Linked DNA regions of Gossypium hirsutum: region 2 is linked to region 1. A link is a contact called in public Hi-C data. All regions are on one chromosome and are shown on one strand. Each heading gives the region's core, a stretch centred on a gene start, on an enhancer-like site or on the middle of the called end of the contact. The rest is flanking DNA. Distances are from core to core; before and after follow the strand shown. Region 1 has its middle 10 kb from the start of LOC107929452. Region 2 holds the start of LOC107929414 (coatomer subunit zeta-2).

Evidence for each region. Hi-C and Micro-C count contacts between places; a contact is called where the count stands out from the background.
Region 2: a contact with region 1 is called in a Hi-C map of leaf, with 3 times the contacts expected there. The contact joins the promoter of LOC107929414 here to the enhancer-like site in region 1. A contact is called at or near these places in 5 of 34 Hi-C or Micro-C datasets (callus and leaf).

The regions. Positions count from the first base shown.
Region 1 is chrA08:110,014,863-110,020,563 of Gossypium_hirsutum_v2.1, forward strand. No RefSeq gene overlaps it. Among protein-coding and RNA genes, the nearest start is that of LOC107929452, 10 kb to the left of the region's middle. Within about 2 kb of position 3,184, at least 3 of the 9 cell types and tissues checked have an H3K27ac peak or open chromatin away from gene starts, as enhancers often do. A contact at or near this core is called in leaf, where this site is marked.
Region 2 is chrA08:110,321,605-110,328,255 of Gossypium_hirsutum_v2.1, forward strand. It overlaps LOC107929414 (coatomer subunit zeta-2), which reads right to left and starts at 3,827. Exons shown (of 6, transcript XM_016860829.2): 1 at 3,573-3,827; 2 at 3,027-3,186; 3 at 2,415-2,562; 4 at 2,240-2,317; 5 at 1,477-1,561; 6 at 1,129-1,375. The coding sequence starts at 3,575. The coding sequence ends at 1,316. It overlaps LOC107929407 (upstream activation factor subunit UAF30), which reads right to left. Exons shown (of 2, transcript XM_016860820.2): 2 at 5,723-6,074. The coding sequence ends at 5,949.

The DNA of each region.
Region 1 (5,701 bases), core at 1,934-4,433:
TTATGTCCTTTTTACCTTTTTTTTTCTTTAAAACCTTTAGGTATTTGAAAAATTGCAATGATTTTGACTAAATTAAGAGAAATATGTATATTTATGTTAATTGATAAGTTAATATTAAATAATTTAATTTCTTTTGACATTAATGCTTATACAATATGATAAGTTTCTATTTAGGCGGGCTGACATTAAATTATTACTTCAATTTTATTATATTTTTTTAATAGTGAGATGGAATATTAAAAAATTAAATTGAGCTTATCTGAACTTGAGCTCACCTAAAAGAATTTCTTTAAATTTTAAGTAGAAGAATGTCTATGAAAACCTCTAATCTCGGCCTCTCCTTGCCACCAATTTTGGCTTTGCCTTTGAATCTTATTTTTATTTATTAATAAAATTTAAACTTGGAAATCTTGTTTAAGGAACATAGAACCCCTACTTTTAGACTTAATTATTTTTATTATACATTCATAATATGGATGAAAAATAATATATTTATTAAAAATTTATGTTAAAATCAAATGAATTTTTAATTGAAATTATCAATATAAAAATATTTAAAAAATAAAATAAAAACAAATTTTCTTAATAAAAATATTTTAAATTATTTTCCATAAAAAATGCTTTTGCTTTTTAATGCAAATAAATCCGACCTCTCTTGCCTTCAATGCCTTTCAACCGTACTTTATAGTCCCCGACCATCTTTTTCGCACCTCACTACCACGCGCCTGTTCATCTTATCCTTTATGTTTTTGAGTATTCTATATAGCCGACATAAAAACACAAAACCAATGCCTAAATTTCTATCTATTGCAAAATTTATGTGGTTAAATTGACACGTCCAATTCATTTTCTTTCTTTCTTCCTTTTTTTTCCCTTAATCCATTATTTGATATATCTTTTAATGTAATACTTAAACTTTTTGTCTAATTTAAAAATTATTTTTGACAAAATTTATAATTTTTAGTACTTAAAAGTAATAATGTTAACTTTTTAGTATTTAATTTGAATTTTAGAGTTGAGTTGATAAAAATTCATCATTTACTAATAATATTAGTAATTAACTTTTATCAAATCAATTCTAAAACTCGAAAAACATGAGTCATCATATAAAGCAAGTTTGAAGAATGCCCACCTCCTCTTCAAGTAACCTTAGATCTGAGCAAAATTCAAAGGGTAAACTATAAATCAAGTCATTGTTTCTTTCACATGATTCCTAAATTGAATTTCACCAAAAACCAAATATCAATCATTCTTAATCAAACCTTGATTTGATTATAACCTAATTTTGAAACTAAAACTAGGTCTAACTAATCAATATAAAAAAGCATAGCCTTAATCAAATCTAAGCATAAATTGAAATATTTATATTCAAAACAATTCTTTTCCTTTTCCAAAATTTGACAAAAATCGTGTAGATTATTCCTTTCCTTTTCTTTTATTTTTTTGACGAATAAAATTAAGTAAACGATAAAATTGATCTAAACCTTCTTGGATACTCTCCCAATAAAGCTTTATTGGAAGCTGATCATGGATGAATCGAAGAGAAAAAGGGAGCATGGAACCAAATTGGTTTGGGTAAGTTTCGTATGGTGGTCATTTTAGTCATTGAAAGTGTCGAGCTCGTTTGAAGCATTCGTGAAACAACGTAGTTTCGAGAGGGCGAGAATGTTGTAGGTAAGGTAGATAAGGTGGGCATGGGGATTGGTTAGGAGTTTGAGGGAATGAGCTCAGGAAATTTGTTGAAGGTAGACTGCCATAGGTCACGATTGGCGAGGTCTTCGAGTGAGGCAAGCTTGTGGACTAGGTTATTGAGAGATCCGAATTGGTCCGTCAAAGCGACAGTGGATGATGATGGTTTGTAACTATGGGGTAAGAATGGGGTGAGCATGTGCGAGGCAATTTTTATTTTCGTTTTAGCTTTCACCTTTTCGTGTTTTAGAAACATAAAAAAGTTATGTTAAAAGAAATGAAAAGCATAGAAAAACTATTTTAAAAGAAATGGAGAAGGGAGTAAAATAAAGGGAGAAGCAGAAGAGAATGGAAAAAAAAGGAAATTTAAAAGAACATAAAAGAAAAAAATGCTCTATTATAATGCACGTCGATAATGACAGTAGAACAATCGTAAAACAATAAGAAAAAAAAATAAGAACACAGATTTTACGTGAAAACCCTTTCGGGAAAAAAAACCACAAGTAGAGGAGAATAAATTCACTAATGTTGAAAAATGAAAGATATAAGAGGAGTTTCAATTTATTTAAGGATTGAAAAACTCTGTTCTAATCAAAGTCAAGTAGTAGAAATATAGTTATATACGGACTCAACTTGTGCGGTATGTTCCGTACTGCGGGGATTTCGCCCCTACAAATCCCCTTATTTTGTCACTATATTTATTTTTTCAATAAGTGACGGGATTTGGGTCACACAATCTCTAACATGCTTAAAACGAAAAATTATAGAGAGGAATTGTATAATTTAACCTAAAATTTTCGTTTGAAATAATGATTTAACGTGTCACGTTAGCTTACTGTTACAGCGTTAATGATAATTAATGGCTCAGTGATAAAAATGTAACATAACGTAAGTGACTAAAGCGTAGCATTTCAAACATAAATGATCAAAATGTAATTTGAGGTAAATAAAAGTGACTATTTTGATAGTTTACCCAAATTTAAATAAAAAATATTTATTATTTATCTATTTATTTATTATTTAATTTATTCATTTCTTGTTTTTAATTGCACAATAAAAAAATTAATTACATAATGAAATATACTTTTCATAAAAAAAATATATGATTTCTGTTAAAATTAAATATTTTAAATTTATGTCTAATTTATTAAATATTTTTCAAACAAGTGAATATTTTTATCAAAGTCTAAATAAGGTTTAAATAGTTTTCAAAAGAAGATAATGCTTCAGTAACACCTTGCTTTTGCAGGTACCAAAAAAGAATTAGCTATAATATTTTTTATATTTATTTTATGACTTATGTATAAAATTTATGACGTCCTCTTAATAATATCAACTCTAAAATTTTAATAAGTATTTTTCCTTTAAAATAAAATGTGAATAAATTAGTTGCATCCCAGACAACTACTAGCGGAATCTGTATTATATATAGGGGGTTCACACACACGCGCAGTCTTCTGCGTGTAGATATGAAAATGATTAAGTTGTTCCAATAACTTAGCCTGGGGTGTCGGGACTAGGAATCTATTGTAGATGATGACGTGGATGCAGGTGGACAAGGTTAAAAAACTCCATACAGTCCAAATACAATGAACCGTCATTCTGCATTAAAATCAAAGCCGTTTTGGTTTGTGATTTATACGACACCAATATGACTACGACATATCTGCCCAACAACTTATATTACCAAGTAAATCCATTGCTTTTTCACATTTTCCTATTTATTTTCCTTTTTTTTAATGTAGTTTTTCATTTTTAGTGGCGATTTTTTATAATAATATAAAAATTAAGAAATTATCAATCTATAAAGTTTTTTTACAATGTTATTAGTTACTTTATTATTATTTATTAATATATGTTTTTGGGAGTTATCTTTTGAAATATCTTTTTTAAAGATGTTTCCATATTTACAAGTATTAAGTTTAGTGTGCATGGTATCACTGTCAATGCATCCACATCGTATTGTAATCAGAGTAATTATTTTGATATGATTACAACAACTCAATAATTTAAGTGTTGAGTTCATGGTGTAATTTTTAAAATTATACTGTAATAGTATAATTTAATTTTAAAATCAATGAGGATAAGCTTAAACCTTAAACTCAACATCCATAGGTCTCGAGTTATTAACAACATTTAAAATGACACATAGTGTAATTTTACTTAATTTTAACGAAAAACAAAGTTAAATTCAACACATGTGGGTGTCAAATTTATCTTGTAAACCTTTCCTCAAATTGTAAATTTAAAACTTATAAATAAGGTTTAAGGATTTTAGTTTTTCAAAAGCATCCAAAACAAATAGTTTACTACGTTTTACCTAAAACCTTGCATAGCTAAGTGCCATCAAGTTAAAATTTCCAAAGGTATTGTAATGGCAACCAACATAATGAGAACCGAAGGAGCATATTTTTCCAAGGAGACAAAATTATTGCAACACTCTCTTATGGCTTACCTTCACGACAATATAAGTGTAGGTGCACTCAGACGAGAGAATCATCCCCCAATTATAGGATGTCGATTTCTATCACACTAGCCATATTGTGAGAGTTACATATGTTTCAACATGACTATCTACTCTAATTGAACACTAAAGACTAGAGACCCATACGTTTCATTCATGGTAAAGCATGCAGAGATCAAAAACACGAGGCTCACTTTGCCCCTTCCATATCTCATCTTTCCAATTTCTCTCAAGCAAAAGTCATTTATTAATGAAAAAGATGAGGTCTGTGGAACTAAAGTATTTCTCAAAGTGAAAAAAGGGAAAGCATGTTGTTGAAGATATTAAGGTGGATACTCTAACTAATGAAGATGATGAGCCTGTACCAGTTGTTGCCCAAATTGCAATTGGCTTAACATCCGTTAGTGTTTTGTGTACTGCACAAGCTAGATATACTAAGCATTTGGATAAAGAAGTTGCCTAACTCATAAATAATATTTAGTATTATGAACTCCAATTGAAGCTTTTTTAACATCAAAAGACCCCGGCTTAAAATCAATGCATTTTCCATTTCTTACCATCACATATACTACCCCATTCCATACTCATTTTACCATTTAAATAACAAACACAAAGATACATAAGTTACCAAAACATACACTATTGCATATATGAACATTAGCTTTCCAAAATCAAACATTAACAAAGGTGTAAACCAAACCATAATTCAAATAAACACCTATGTACGTGCAGCATAATCAAGCTTAAAATGAGCAAAAGTCTGTCGAATCGATAGGTGGATAGTGTGAGCTTCGAGGTGATCCAATCGACGCGTTCTACAAAATGACCACTACGGAAACAAAAAATGAAACATAGTAAGCATATTTAACACTTAGTAAGTTCATAATAAATGAACTTAACTTACCTTGTCATTTTAACAATTCAAGTAATTGAAACACAAAGGCAACATGGCATATCCTTGGCATCCTTATTTATATATATTCATAAGCCATTCCACAAGACAACCTGTAGGTTAATACCTCACATAATAAGATCATGGCATCTAAATTCACATACATGTACAACCAAATTATTTTACATCATACTATTCAACCTTGTTCGATACTAAAACAAATCAACGGAATTCACATTCAATCATTTCATTACCATTTAATTTTCATTTTCTGTCTAGAGAACAATAGCAATTTAAATTCGGATACATGAGATTAATTTACTTCCACAAACTGTAAAGTTGATTTACTTATACAAGCTTTTTTCGATGCTACTCACTCAAGCTATCAAGAATCCGCAACATGTGTTAGATCTCATCCATCATTAAAGAATATAATTTGATTTTCTCACACAAGATGTGAGACAGCCCCTAAATTGACCCTAGTCGGAAAGTGGTTTCGGGACCACTAAACCGAGTCATAAAAATAATTAGCCGTCATAGTTGATGCTCATTATATGTACATATGCATGTGTGAAAATTTCATGTTTGAATTTTGTTAATTGTAAGTGAATTTTATCAAATAGGACTTATGTGAGAAAATTTAGAAATGTGCTAGG
Region 2 (6,651 bases), core at 2,577-5,076, 310 kb after region 1:
CCGAACCTTCTTGATTGCACACTTTCAGTTGGTACAACTTCTGGAAAACAACGATCAATGACACTTCCTCCTGCTAACTACATTCAATGAAACATATCATTGCGACCCACCACAAAAAGCCAAATAATTGTTTTAAGGCTATTCTTTATTCATCGAGAAAATGGCAGAAGAAAAAGTGGAGTGGTAAATGGAAACTTGCTTCTACCATGTGCAATGGAAGTAGAAAACTTCCATCAGTGGTGTTGCTTAATCTGTTTGATCCTTCGGCGATTGAGAAGTCGTAAGCGAAATTGGGTAGTTGAATTCCCCGAGTAGCCAAAACACGACTCATTTCTTCCTCTTCAGTGGTGCAAACATAAACCTTTGCCTTCACTGGAGTACTCACCTCATTGTGTTGTGAAAAGATGCCCTGAATAACACGACCGCTTCCTCTCGTCCTAACCATTTTGTTCTAATAAACCCAGAAAAAATCACAAGAACAACGAGAATTTTAAGAAAATTACCTCTAAAGTTATTCTTCTTAACAGCGACTCCTCCAAAATCTCTAATTCAAACAATTTAATTTTTAAAGCTCAAGTAACCTCCTTTTAAAAGGGTTTTACACTTTAACGATTCCTATATCCGAGAATAAGGGCAGAATCAACTGCACATAACTGTATCACTCCTTTAAACATGGCGAAGTGTACGTGACAAGTTAAAGCACAAAGTGTATTTAATAAGCTTCTCATTATGTAATCTCTCATCTAGAGTCGCTTTATAACTCTTCTTTAAACCAATCGAGGGACATATTGTTATGATATTCACTATTATCGACTCATTACTCAATTACCCAATTGGGTTCTAACCCATACTCTACGCAGTTCACACTTTAGGTTCGCATACAAGGTTCTCGCACCTTTCTATAAGACCGCACAATGTGGGTTCGCACTACCATGTAAGCGAACTTACATCTAGAAAACACGTGTAAATCCTAAAGTAAGGTAGGTGCCAACATGCATGGGAATCTACCTACAATATCACATCCATAAATAATAACCATATCATATAAATATATTGTTTAACCCATCTGAAGGACATATACTCTTAATTACTCAACAAGATTACTACTATAAAACATGAAAAATGGGGTAAATGCAACCAATCCCTTTGGGGTTATAAAAATAAATAATATTAGCCAGACCACAAGGCATCATCATCCACTCGGACTAAGTCGGTGCTTAGCAGCCATGGTACAAAATACAAATACAAGAATAATAAAAAGCTAGAAATAATAATAATTCGAAACTCTTTGCTTTGCTCCTTTCCCTTATAATCATCACTTGAGGAGAGATCTTGCTAAATGTTCCCGAGCAGTTGCCAATGCTTGACTTATTGTCTGCAAAACACAAAATTAACCAAAAAAAATTCAAATATGGTTCAACGTCTGCCAGCTGATGGAGACATGTTGGAAGAATTATTCAAAAAAAGTAACAATACCTGCTCAGATAAAGGAGCAGCCGCATCTATATTATGACTAGCAACCTTCCCTGCAATGACATTCGCATCGGTTTCTAGGATGATGCTGCAAAGTAGAAACAAAGAAAAGAATTAAGGATAGCAAATCAATCTAATGGCTTTAAGTGGATTGAGATAGCTCAGAACCCCTAAGATGACCATTTCAGTTCCTGCCTGTAAGTCACAAAACTCTTTTGTTTACATACTAAGTTTCCAGCCAAGTCTAAATACCTTGACGTATGGAACGAATTCATCTGTAGGTAAAAGGGTACCCACAGCATTGCTAGAAAGGCAAGTACACACCAAGAAGTATATTATCTTGCAATACTAATGATTGTTAGAAGGGTAAAATATACAAGCTAGTGTTTTCTATTTACTTGTATAATTGGTTCAACCCAATTTAACATCCATGTTATTTGATGGCATTCTAAATGACATAAAAAATGTCTTTTTAATAGAATATTATATAAGAATTATTGATTATATTTTGCTAATACCTAGATAAAAAGACATTTTTTTTATGATGCACCTTAAGGGCAAGGATCGTTGAAGAGAAACTAGTCTATTGCATGTTCTCCCCTGCCCCCGTTTATTCCTTATTGTCTCATTTACACTTTTAGTATTTGGCAGCAAGTAAAAAGTTACAAAATTAAAGGAATCTTGACTATTACCAAACAAACAAAGATAAATGGTGTCTCATTTATAAAAAAGTAAACTTTTAACTACAATGAATCATGTTGCATACCCGCCATCGACAATCTCATCAAGGCATAACAAAATGAGATCTAAGTTCTCCAGTGCCTCTTTCTTGTCCACAGTCCCTCTGGAACAAATGGTAGTAAGCAAAAGGAGTCGCAGTAAGTTGGTAGCAATGCACGCGTAAAGATATGGTAAACAGGGTAATAAGCGATTATGAAAACCTTAGAAGAAGGCCAACTGCATCAAAAAACCCTTGAAGAACAGTTACCAGAATGAGCTCATTTTCATTTTCAGCCCCAGTAACAAAAAAGTGAAGGTCTTGAACAAACTTGTACACAATGATATGACTCTCGAACATTGCTATCTCCGCTGTAAACAGGGAAACAACAATCACAATCAAGAAGAAATGGTATGAATACATTATGAAAGGTCAATGAATGATATTTCTTGTCCTCCCAAGCAAAACCAATAAAACAAAATGCAAAAAACAATATCTTCAATATCTTTCAAAGCCAGAAAAGACTTCATTTATCTTCAACTTTATTTGTTTCCCTTAGATTAAGAATGTATGATCACAAATCAAAATTAAAAGCGAAACGAGAGATAGGTGTGCGTTATAGTTGTTAACTTGTTACACTTGAACAACATGATTATTTCTGTAGGTGGAGTGGCAAAGTACTTGTATTTGAATCTTCATTTGACACCCGTCCCGGTTCGGTCCAGTGGATAACCCTCCCCCCAACCTCATTAAACACATAATCTATACACAAAAGAAACAGGGCACAAAGAGAAAGAGAGGTGTGAATGGACAAAAAGGAATACAAATTGTTTACCTTCAGTTCGAGCATTGGTCTTTTGAGTCTTTGTAAATAAAGACTTCTCAAAGGCTTCCTTAGCACTGTTATTGGGCCACTCATCGGAGTAATATTTAACAGCAACACGATTCCCCTCGGAATCCAGGAGAAGGATATTTTTTATAGAAGGACAAGACTCCTAGCACCACCATCATAAAACAAAATCAAGGATTGTAAAATGTCCCCAAATCATTATCGCTGTTATAGGATTGTAACTTAAGATTGCTTATAAGAGACTACGACAATGGGATCTAAGACTTACATACAGCGTTCCCGAATTTAGTTTCAATCAACAAGTTCCTACAAATATATCTAATAAAAAAAACATGGGATGGGATCCGAATACATTGTTCGAAAACTGTAAATAAAAAATAAATAAATCGAGATCGATCCTAAGTCAAACAAGTGTAGATCTGCAGTTAAAAACAACGGAAACCCAAGACAGGCGAGGACGCAAAGTACAAGTCTAAAACGTTAAGTTCATACCAGAATACAAAACGGTGGTTATAGAGAAAGGGAGCTGACCATTTATTTTTGTTTTGTTTTAGGATGGAAGGCAATGGAATGGATTGATGGCAGGGAAAAGAGGTGATCGGCGCTTGGCTCAGGCACTGAAAGATATGATGTAGACGCAAAAAATGAGATAAGAGAAAGCAACGTAATGCCACCCTCGCAATGCAATGCTATGCAGCAGACGAGACGCAGTTCATCAGTATTTATTTCCCATGTTTTCTAATTTTCTACAACTGTTGGGCCTGGCACTAGGCTTCCCCTTTTTCCTTCTTAACACTACCACCGACAGATACCACCGAGTTATTAATTTTTTTTTTTAAGAAATGCGAGTTAAACTAATAATTTAGTTTTTTTTATATTTAATTTTAATTTTAATTTTAATTTTAATGTGATGTAAAAATAAAATTTTATATTGAATAAATAAATATAAAAATTATTTTTAATATAATATTATATAATAATTATTGATTATATTTTTATTTAAAAATATTTTCATAAAAGTATTTATAAAAATTTACAAAATTTATTTTATCAAAATAAATCCAAAAACTCCCTAGTTTCCAGTACTCACAATTCAGAGATTTAGACCATCATCTCAACAAAAACTGAGTGGTAAAAACAGCGCAAATCAAAGCTATTTGATGTTTAATTACTCCAAATAGTTAATACTTTCCAACTCATCAACCGAACCATTTTTCAATTAAAGCCCTACATCAAATAGTTAATTACGTTAAGCATGACTGCACCAAATTATGAACCAAAACCATCTTTTCACACACTTCCATCTCACCTTCATATTTTGCAAAATGATTCCCTTTCATGTTTTACCAACTCCGCTAAACTTTCGGGTTTTTTTTTTTAAACTAACTCAATAATATTAAAAAATTGTAAAAATACTCAAGTATCAAATTATTTAGAAAATTAACCTAAAATTTATAGCATTTTTGAGTGATATCACTCTCCAACGCGACGACGCTATCCTAAAATCTCACTTAATCATCACCTAACTATTAAGCCAAATGAATAGCTGAACAAAAAATTTTAATTTTTTTTGTCCCACTACTTTCCAAGGCAGCAGTTGTTTCAAATACCATATTTTTATGGGTATTTCAAGAGTAAAGAGAAAAAATATATCTTTTTTTATTATTTTTTAGTATCGCCTCCTTCAATGGAGGCACTAAATGTGTGAAAAAAAAATTTTTGATTAAAGGTTTATAACTGGCGACACCAGTCTAAGAAACTTTTTTTTTAAATTTTTTGGTGCTGCCTACTTCAACGGAGGCACCAAATTTCTGTAAAATTTTTTTTTTGATGTCAACTCTAGATGTGGCGGCGCCAATATTTTTTAAAATTTTTCAATACCACTATTTCACATGGAGTCACCAAAGTCAGTAAAAAGAATTCTCCCTACCATTTCACATGGAGTCACCAAAGTCAGTAAAAAGGAATTCTCCCTGGTCCCTACCCTAGATGAGACGGTACCACCAGTAATATTTTTCTAAATTTTTCGATGCCATCACTTCATGTGGAGTCACCCAATTCAGTAATACGAAAATTTCTTGATGCCTACTCCTAATGTTACAACACCAATAATTTTTTAACTTTTTTCCGATGTAGTCATTTCACGTAGTCTCACTAAAATCAGTAAAATAATATTTCTTAGTTTATTAATTTGGTGCCTCCATTGAAGGAGGCAACACCGTAAAATAATAATAATATTTTTTTACTACAAAAATACCCATGAAAATACAATATTTGAAAAAACTCGTATGGATGCCGACCACGCCAAAAAAATAACTTTTTATTCAACTAATCATTAACGTAATAAATGGGTGATAGTTAAGTGGGATGGCATCGCCTTGGAGTGGTGTCACCCAAAAACACGGTACATTTTAAGTCATTTTCCTAAATAATCTGGTACTTGGGTAATTTTCATAATTTGTTAGGCTAGTTTTTCTAAAAAAGCCTAAACTTTCAGATCAAACACAAAATGTTGGGAATTAATTGATCAACAATAAAGGAGAGATTTGTAAGCACACTTTAGTGACAAAAATAGTTACAATCACAATTTTTGTGTTACGCAGAACGATTCACAAGGCAACTCAATTATCTATGAAAATCCAATCACCAGAACTATAAAAGAAGTAAAAAAATTTGAGCAGTCACGATAAGCATGTTCCACGTCATTTCATCAATAGGTGGATGAATACAGGGTTTTCTAAACAAGCAACCATATTCAACCATCGAGGGGAAAAAAGGGGTCTAAGCATTTGTACTGAAAAAGACTAATGACAAAAGCATTTTTTCAGATTCATCACAATGCAACTTAAGTCTTAAAGTTCCAACAAAAGGCTAACGCTAAGGCAAAGGCAAAGGCAAAGGCAAAGTTTATTTGGATTTCAGAAAATGTGGGGAGAGATATTTGCTAATCTCTAACATTCCGACAGACTCCTTCCCGGCGAATATCGTCTTCAACTTCTCATCACAAATAATCTCCTTCTTGTTTGCAGGGTTCTGAACAACATCACAGCAAGCAAATTACAGGGTCAAGCAAATAAAAGACAGACAATATTGCTAGGATTATACAAGCTTCCTTGCATAACAACAATCTTAAAAACATAAATACTAATGGTACTAAAATAAAGCATAAATTAACACTTAGCCTAGGTGGGATTAAAGAAGAAAACTTCAAAGAGTTGAACAACAAACATAAAAAAAAATGTGAATTCTGATAGACTTAAACATCAAAGGAGCTTTTGGATTTATATTTTTACTGAAAAGTTGTAGAACAAAATGCAAAATGCTGCTCCTTTTATAACTTTGTTTTCCTTCTTCACAAACAAATGGTATCAAGCATATTTTCTGTTTGACTAACAGGCGTGACTTGCAGAAATCTTTATTCTTGTTTACAAATACAGAAAAAAGAGCCATCCTTTACTTTTGGGGGGATTAGGATAACTTGAATGAGAATATGGATTGAAACTACCATGAAAACAAACATGATTAATATATTCTCTCTAATTGTTCCACCAATAACTAGAGAGCAGGCTAAAGTAACAGTAACATTGGAAGACAAAAAAGGAAAGGGTTT